Regions from separate parts of the Mus musculus genome. Here region 2 is linked to region 1. Evidence: chromatin contacts called from public Hi-C data. All regions are on one chromosome and are shown on one strand. Each heading gives the region's core, a stretch centred on a gene start, on an enhancer-like site or on the middle of the called end of the contact. The rest is flanking DNA. Distances are from core to core; before and after follow the strand shown. Region 1 has its middle 6.8 kb from the start of Gm33758. Region 2 has its middle 13 kb from the start of Gm33867.

Region 1 (3,398 bases), core at 319-2,818:
TGAGAGTTATCTCCTACAGCCAAGCTTAAGGTCACGGTTCAAGGTCTCTTCACCATCCATTGAAATCCAGTGTCTCCAGGGAAGGAAAAGAACTGCACAGAGGGAATAGCTTGCTGCAGTGTCAGAGCAGTTGTGGACCATAGGGAATATCTCACTGTCTGTGTGTTGTCCTGAGAGCACCCGAGCCAGCCAGAACGTCTGAGACTCTTGGGTTCTACCCAGACCTACCAGCTCATAGTCTATTGGAACAAGATCTCCCCGTGATCTGAACAGATTCTGTTTGGGAATCTCTCTCCTCTCTCTCCCCCTTCCTCCTGTCCTTCCTCCATTTCCTCCTTCTTCTTGCTATGGGTTCTTGGAGTCATTATACTGTAAATAGTTCCTTGGATATATCTTTCGAGGTTGGGGGTAAAGGTCCCAGGCCTTTATTTCAATAGTCCTTCCAGATCGAAATCTTCCTAAACTTCAGCATATTTTGTTTGTTCGTTTGTTTTCAGTTGTTAGCTTTAGTTTGAGTTTCTAATGTCTGTCTCAACTCACAAGCACACTTTTCACAAGTGCTGACAGACTACAGTGGGCCTCTTATACAGTCTCTAAAAGTATTCCTTATAGGGCTGGTGCAAAAGCCCTGTCAGGACAGGGTCTGGTCTGCTGTTGAGACAGGATCAAACTCTGACAGCATCTTTGGTCCATCACAGCCTTGGGAGCAAATTTAGAGGACGATTGTTAGTTACTAAGGACTCAGAATGAAATGAAAACCAATCCTCCACCAGAAGCCAGTCATTAAGGTTAGCAGTGCCCCTTAAGAAGAAGGGGACACTGGCACTGTGACCAGGTTCCCCCGAAAAGCAATGCAAATGGGGTCAGCTAAAATGTGGGAGACAGGATCGGCTTTGCAAGAAAAGGAAGCAACACAGTGAGTGCTTTAGGGAAAGGAATGGATCTCTATGGGAACTGCACTTCTTCCTGTCTCCCTCACGCATCCCACTTCAAAACATATAGTGAAGCATGAGTTTTAAAAGATTCATATTGAGACAGAAACATTACAGAATCTCCGTTGCTCTCTTCACTTTTTTTTTCAGTCTTGTTTTCTTTCTAGAGGCACGGAGTCCTCTTTATGATGCTTTTATGTCTATAAATTGTTTAGGAGAAGCCACTGAAAGCTAATCTCTAAACGTGCAAGGCCCCTGGATTGGTGGGGAGGGGCAGGGCGAGGGAGAGACACAAATTGCAAAGAGCAGAATAATCAGCTACAGAGGGACTTTGATCTTCTGGAGACCTAAGCTAATAGATGTTAAGTGCAGTTCAGTGGACGTAATAGCCCATGAAGAAAACAAAATCTGCAGAATGATAAAATGCTGCAGTCTACTGATCAAGGAAGACATCGGAAAATTACCATGAAAGCATCCTTAGCCTGGCAGATTCAAGGTGAAAAAAGGGCTCCGTCTGCCAACCGGCAGCCAGACATTCCAGGCAGACTTAGCCGGCTCCCTTCCTCCAGCCAGATTATCACTCCATGTAACCTGAATGCTTTCTCACTGCAGAGGCAAGCACTGGCACCATCAGAGAAGCCTGGGCTTCGTCATGTCTTCTCCTGACGCCATAGTGACTCATCATGTCCTCTGTGGAGGCATTTCAGAAGACATCGTTTCTAGGAGTAGATCAAATTTTCTCCAGTACTGATTTTTTTTTTGACAGCAACAAAACATATTAAAGACAAATAAGATATCTTTCAAGACATAGAAATCTCACCAAGCAAACTATTCACTAGGAATTTATGAACACTTAAATACAATTGAAAAATAAGAGGTAACTCCTTAATTCTAGTTCATTTAAGTGTCTGTTTATTGAATAAGTATATTTTGCATCTTGGGCTGAATTAAATTTACAGAAGTAATGAATTCTTTAGTATTAAAAGAAAAAAATGTAAAGATTGAAACCACTAGATAATTTTATTATCAGGAGAATTAAACAAACAAACAGATAAACACAACCCCCAAATGTGAGTTTTAAAAGTCAAGAAACTAGAAAGAAAGTAGCATCCGGTTTCAAAGCTCAGCCTCCTTAGACTTCATGTAACAGCTAATTAAACATATGGCATATATTATCTGAACCACAAATTAATTTGTTTGGCTAGAGTAGGTACAAACAAATGAAAACAAAGGGAATCTGCACAGTTTTAACTTGAGCAAGATGTGGAGCGCCCTGCTGGCCACTGGCATTTGGTTCCTGTCTGAGCCACTCACACTGGAACAGCTAGCACTGTGCCTACGGGAGTCCCCTTTCCAAGTGGAAAAGTGAAAGTGGCAAACTTCACATGGGAGCACAGATGAGGGTAGTTGACAGCCTAAATGACAGGCAAGGAAAAGGAACAGAAATGAGAAAAAAAATGGAGAAGGGATGAGAGGGAAGAGGATAGAGGGGGAGGGGAAGGTAGACTGGGAAGCGAAGGCAAGCAAGGAACCAAGTCATTGATCCCAAGGCACTGAGACCCTCTGGACAACACAGCACTGGGCAGTCTACATCTATCCTTACTGTAATGTTGACTCTTCATAGCCATGTTGATAGAAAGACTAGCCCTTTAAAAGAAGTACTTTACTCACAAGGGAAACTGAGAGACTACTTGATATTAAAAAGAGTCACTGGGAAAATCCATATTTGGAGCCTTCAATCGATTGTTGGAGATTTTATGTAACATATGTGCTTATTCTTCAAACAAATGGAGTCCTTGTCTGAAAATGCTGTGGGTAGAGGCCTGGTGCCCAGAGTAAAATAACCAAGTGAGTGGTTAAGATGAGGCCCTGCTCTGGGTTAGCAGTCCATCACTCAGTGTGTCCTGCTGCCTGTGTATCAGATGCAACCCTTCTTATCTGTTAAGTGCATAGAACAATTTAGACCAAGCATGCTGAGTGGATTAACTAATGATCGTGAACCACTTTGGAAATAGAAAATTCCCCCTGTGCATGCAGAATTAATAATGATTAGATAACACCGTCCTAAATTCTACTTTTGATTCAAATAAACCTTTTCTTGATGGCGAAAGTTATGCTATTAAACAAAAGACTTTATTTCAACTAGAGGCTTTCACGGTATTTTCATTTGAGTTGAATTTCTGTTCTTCAGATCCATATTTCTGCCAATTTCTATCTCTTGTGCTTTCTCTGGCACAACCAAAAGAACAAAGTTAATAACAGAGAAAGGACAAGCTTTAAGAGTGCTGCATTTATCGTCAGCTGTAATTCTGCTATTAAGTGGTCTTGGCATTTGCGAAATTCCTCTCAATCTTATTTTTTTTTTCCTCAGAGGGGGAGAAAAGCCACTGAAAACATGGAGTTTAATCCAAAAATAACCCTTCTCCACATTCTATGTTCTAAGACTTTTCACTTGGCACTCAGTGT
Region 2 (3,398 bases), core at 823-3,322, 130 kb before region 1:
TATTGATGGGTTTGAGCAGTTAGCATAGCCCTGTCAATCAAATGGCCACTACTAAGCCTGATGTGGTGCTGTACACCTTTAATCCCATCATGAAGGAGGCAGAGTCAGGGAGAACGCTTAGCAGTTCCGAGACAACCTGCTCTATAGAGTCAGGTCCAAGACAGCCAGAGAGACCGTCTCAAAAAACAGAACTTAAAAATAATTCTCAATAATAGTAGGCATTTGCAATTTTCATATGAATAATATTATGTTATAATAAATATAATCATAATTATTTATATTTATAAAAAGTATGAATTTGAGAAATGTCGAATGAAATGGATATACTGGTTTTAATATTATTTCTATGAATTTGTTCATGTATTCAGCTTCATTTTTATCTTTCTGTAAACATTCCACTTTACCTACCAGCATCAGTGTAACTTAGAACTGAGAAATTCATGTTCAAGGTACACAAATCAATGGCTGTATATAGATAAAACAATTTCAGGCTATCAGGCAGATTTTAATAAATATATGGCCTATTGGCTTTGTAAAGACACAGAGGTAGACTAAACAATGCTTGGCACAGTGTTTCTCTATGTCACCTTTCATAGAGGCCGGTCAATAGATGGGATGAAGGCAGCTTAGGGAACCCAGAAGATGAGAGCACAGAGATCTGTGTTACTTTGATTCCCAGGAAGGAATGGAATGGAATGAACAGTATGCAGTGGGAGATCATGTAAATAGTGATGAAGTTTATGAGTTATAAAATGTGCTAAGTTCCTTCTTGTTACTAAAGGCTCCAGAGAAAGCCGCTCTTTCCCACTTTTCTTTAGGGTTTTAATGTGGTCCCTTTATTTGCAAGGTCTGGGACTGAAAGTTGTCCTTGGGGAGTCAAAGATGCTGTGGGATGATGTCTGGCTATGCCTTGGGCTCCAGCACTGCCCTCACTTACAACAACCACCGAACTCTGAGAGAGGCTATAACTCCCTTGGAGTCATAATAGGTGAAGCTCATGAAGCCACCTGATGTTGAAAACAATTTGATCATTTGAAGGACAGTTTTAAGTTGGGGCTGGGGAGCCCAAAGGAGGTTTTTCTTCTTTTCTACCTAACCCAAGAGACCCTTTAATATTCAAACTGTCACAAGCCTTTAACCCAGAACTAGGGACTGTTGGAGAAATCTTCCAGGGTACAGAAGTGCCTTGTTCTCTTAAGCAGTGAAGGGCACTGACTTCTTCCAACCACATCGGGAGAAAATTATACCTCCTTTAATTTCTCTCCTACATCCTAGCTTCATTTCTGAGACTGTTCAGTCTTCTGAGGCTGTAGCCTAAAATCAGGAAAGCTTTCTCCCCATCCCCACCCCCAAAGAAGAAACGATTTCCATTTGGCTGAAATGCCATTCAGAGTGACTGATTTTTAAGCTCTGAACTCAGACCCAGAGCCTGGAATCCAGGCACTGGCAACTGGGTTGGGATTTGAAATTACAGGGACGGACTGAGTTTCAGAGTTGGGATGTTTTAAGCAGTGGGGGCAATTGCTTTTCTCACCTATCTCTCCAGAAAGAGTCGGAGGAAGGGAAACATTTAAGAATTAAGAGAAGGAATTCTACAGCTTTTGAGTCACTGCTTCTTGCTCTGCTAGAGGCAGAATTTCAGTTTGCATTTACTCCGGGAAACTTGGGTGAGGAATTTAATAAATCTTTTGGTAACTGTGAATTGTTTGAAAGGAGAGTTGGAGAAGACAAAATAAATGACAGAGCAAGGAAAGCATACAGCCCAGTCACTTTATTAAGGCTGGACTTGCTAGTTATGTAGGTGTCTGAGAGCATAATGGGCCTATTTAAAATAAGCAAGGCATTTCCAGGGTGTGCCTAAAAGGAATTGGTCTACTGGAAAAAATACCTTTTGAATATTCTTTAGGAAACAGTAAGCACTAACAACGGTACCAAGACATTAGGAAATATAATGCTAATTTAACTTTATTATTTTTTTTTTTTTTTGGTGGACTGTGGTTTTTAACGGATGGAATTGTCCGAGGCTTACTTCTTCTTTCTCTTCCCCAGCCCCCAAACTTCAGACATGCTGAACTGTTTCCTTGCGTGCCATTTTAAATAAAAGTATTTGTAAAGGGAACACAATGTTAAGAGAGATGCATAAATAAGACAAGTGATAATTGCAGTGTCTAAAAGGAGACTCCTCATGCTGCACATCGTGCCGTGGCTGCTTACACAGAGAAAGGGACAGTTGCTATCCTGCACTGTGCCTTCCATCAAGTCACGGGGTATAAATCTGGCCTATAAATGATCAGGAGGTACTGTACTGTGTAACGTGTACAATGTTCATAAAAGAAATTAATGAACAAATAAATATCCTCTGATGGACAAGCTGGTAAGAATGTAGCTTGCAAAGATAGATAGATAGATATATAGATAGATAGATATATAGATAGATAGATAGATAAGTAAATAAGTAAATAAATAAGTAAATAAATAAATAAATAAATAAATAAATAAATAAATAAAACCTTTTCTGCTTTAGTGGCAAAGGATGGCTCAGAGGGGACATTTCTTTGAATAGTGTGCTTGGTCTCACAGAGATTAAATGCTTAGAGAGAAATCTCAGTTCCTGACCTGATAAGTTATACCAGGAACCAAATCCTTGTGGCTGTCCACACAAGTCTGCTGATGGTGAGGGGACAGGGCTAGGCTATTCTCTTATCTTCTGGTAACAAAGCCATCAACTTACCTGACATTCTGAGACATAAGTATTAATATCCACAGTCAGAATAGAACTAATCCCCCAACCTAAAGAAGAATAGCAAAACTGTTGGTGGATCCTAGTTTGAGGTTGGCAGTCCAGAAGCCTCCTGAGCTGTTATGGCCAAGATGGACATGCAACAGACATCCCATGGGAACTGCCTTGGCCATTGCTCATTTCTTGTCTTGCATCTAAATGACTCTGCAGCAGGTGACAGCCACTCTGAACTTTGAGCATGCTTGTTAGGTCATGAACATCTTTGCCACTGATGAGTGTATCCTACTATTCCTAAACAGGATTCCAGGTGTCTCTTGGGGTAGGGGATTGGTTTCATGACTCCATGAGGGCATTGGGACCCATGGATGCTCAAGTCTCTAACGTAAAATATCATAGGACTATTCATATCTCATATCCACCCACTCACCCACATGCTTTAAATGATTTCTGGGTTACTTTGTAATACCTAATATATTATACATATCATGAACATAGTTGTATTTATTGTTCAGGATAGAATGTCCAGATGAACACTGCTTGGTGGGGCAGAGCCTGTACATTCAGATGGAAGACTGTATTTCTACTCATCCTTGTGTTTACATCTCTGTCTTCCATCATTCTCACTCCCTTGGACCCACATGGTTTCCTTCTCAGCTGT

The links. Hi-C and Micro-C count contacts between places; a contact is called where the count stands out from the background.
Region 2: a contact with region 1 is called in a Hi-C map of cortical neurons, with 2.6 times the contacts expected there. The contact joins two enhancer-like sites. A contact is called at or near these places in 8 of 484 Hi-C or Micro-C datasets (bone marrow-derived macrophages, cerebral cortex, cortical neurons and 5 more) and 3 of 115 datasets of contacts at active chromatin or transcription factors (fibro-adipogenic progenitors, heart atrium and neural progenitor cells).

The regions. Positions count from the first base shown.
Region 1 is chr3:143,595,296-143,598,693 of GRCm38.p6, reverse strand. No RefSeq gene overlaps it. Among named protein-coding and RNA genes, the nearest start is that of Gm33758, 6.8 kb to the left of the region's middle. Within about 2 kb of position 1,568, at least 31 of the 459 cell types and tissues checked have an H3K27ac peak or open chromatin away from gene starts, as enhancers often do. A contact at or near this core is called in cortical neurons, where this site is marked.
Region 2 is chr3:143,728,500-143,731,897 of GRCm38.p6, reverse strand. No RefSeq gene overlaps it. Among named protein-coding and RNA genes, the nearest start is that of Gm33867, 13 kb to the left of the region's middle. Within about 2 kb of position 2,072, at least 8 of the 459 cell types and tissues checked have an H3K27ac peak or open chromatin away from gene starts, as enhancers often do. A contact at or near this core is called in cortical neurons, where this site is marked.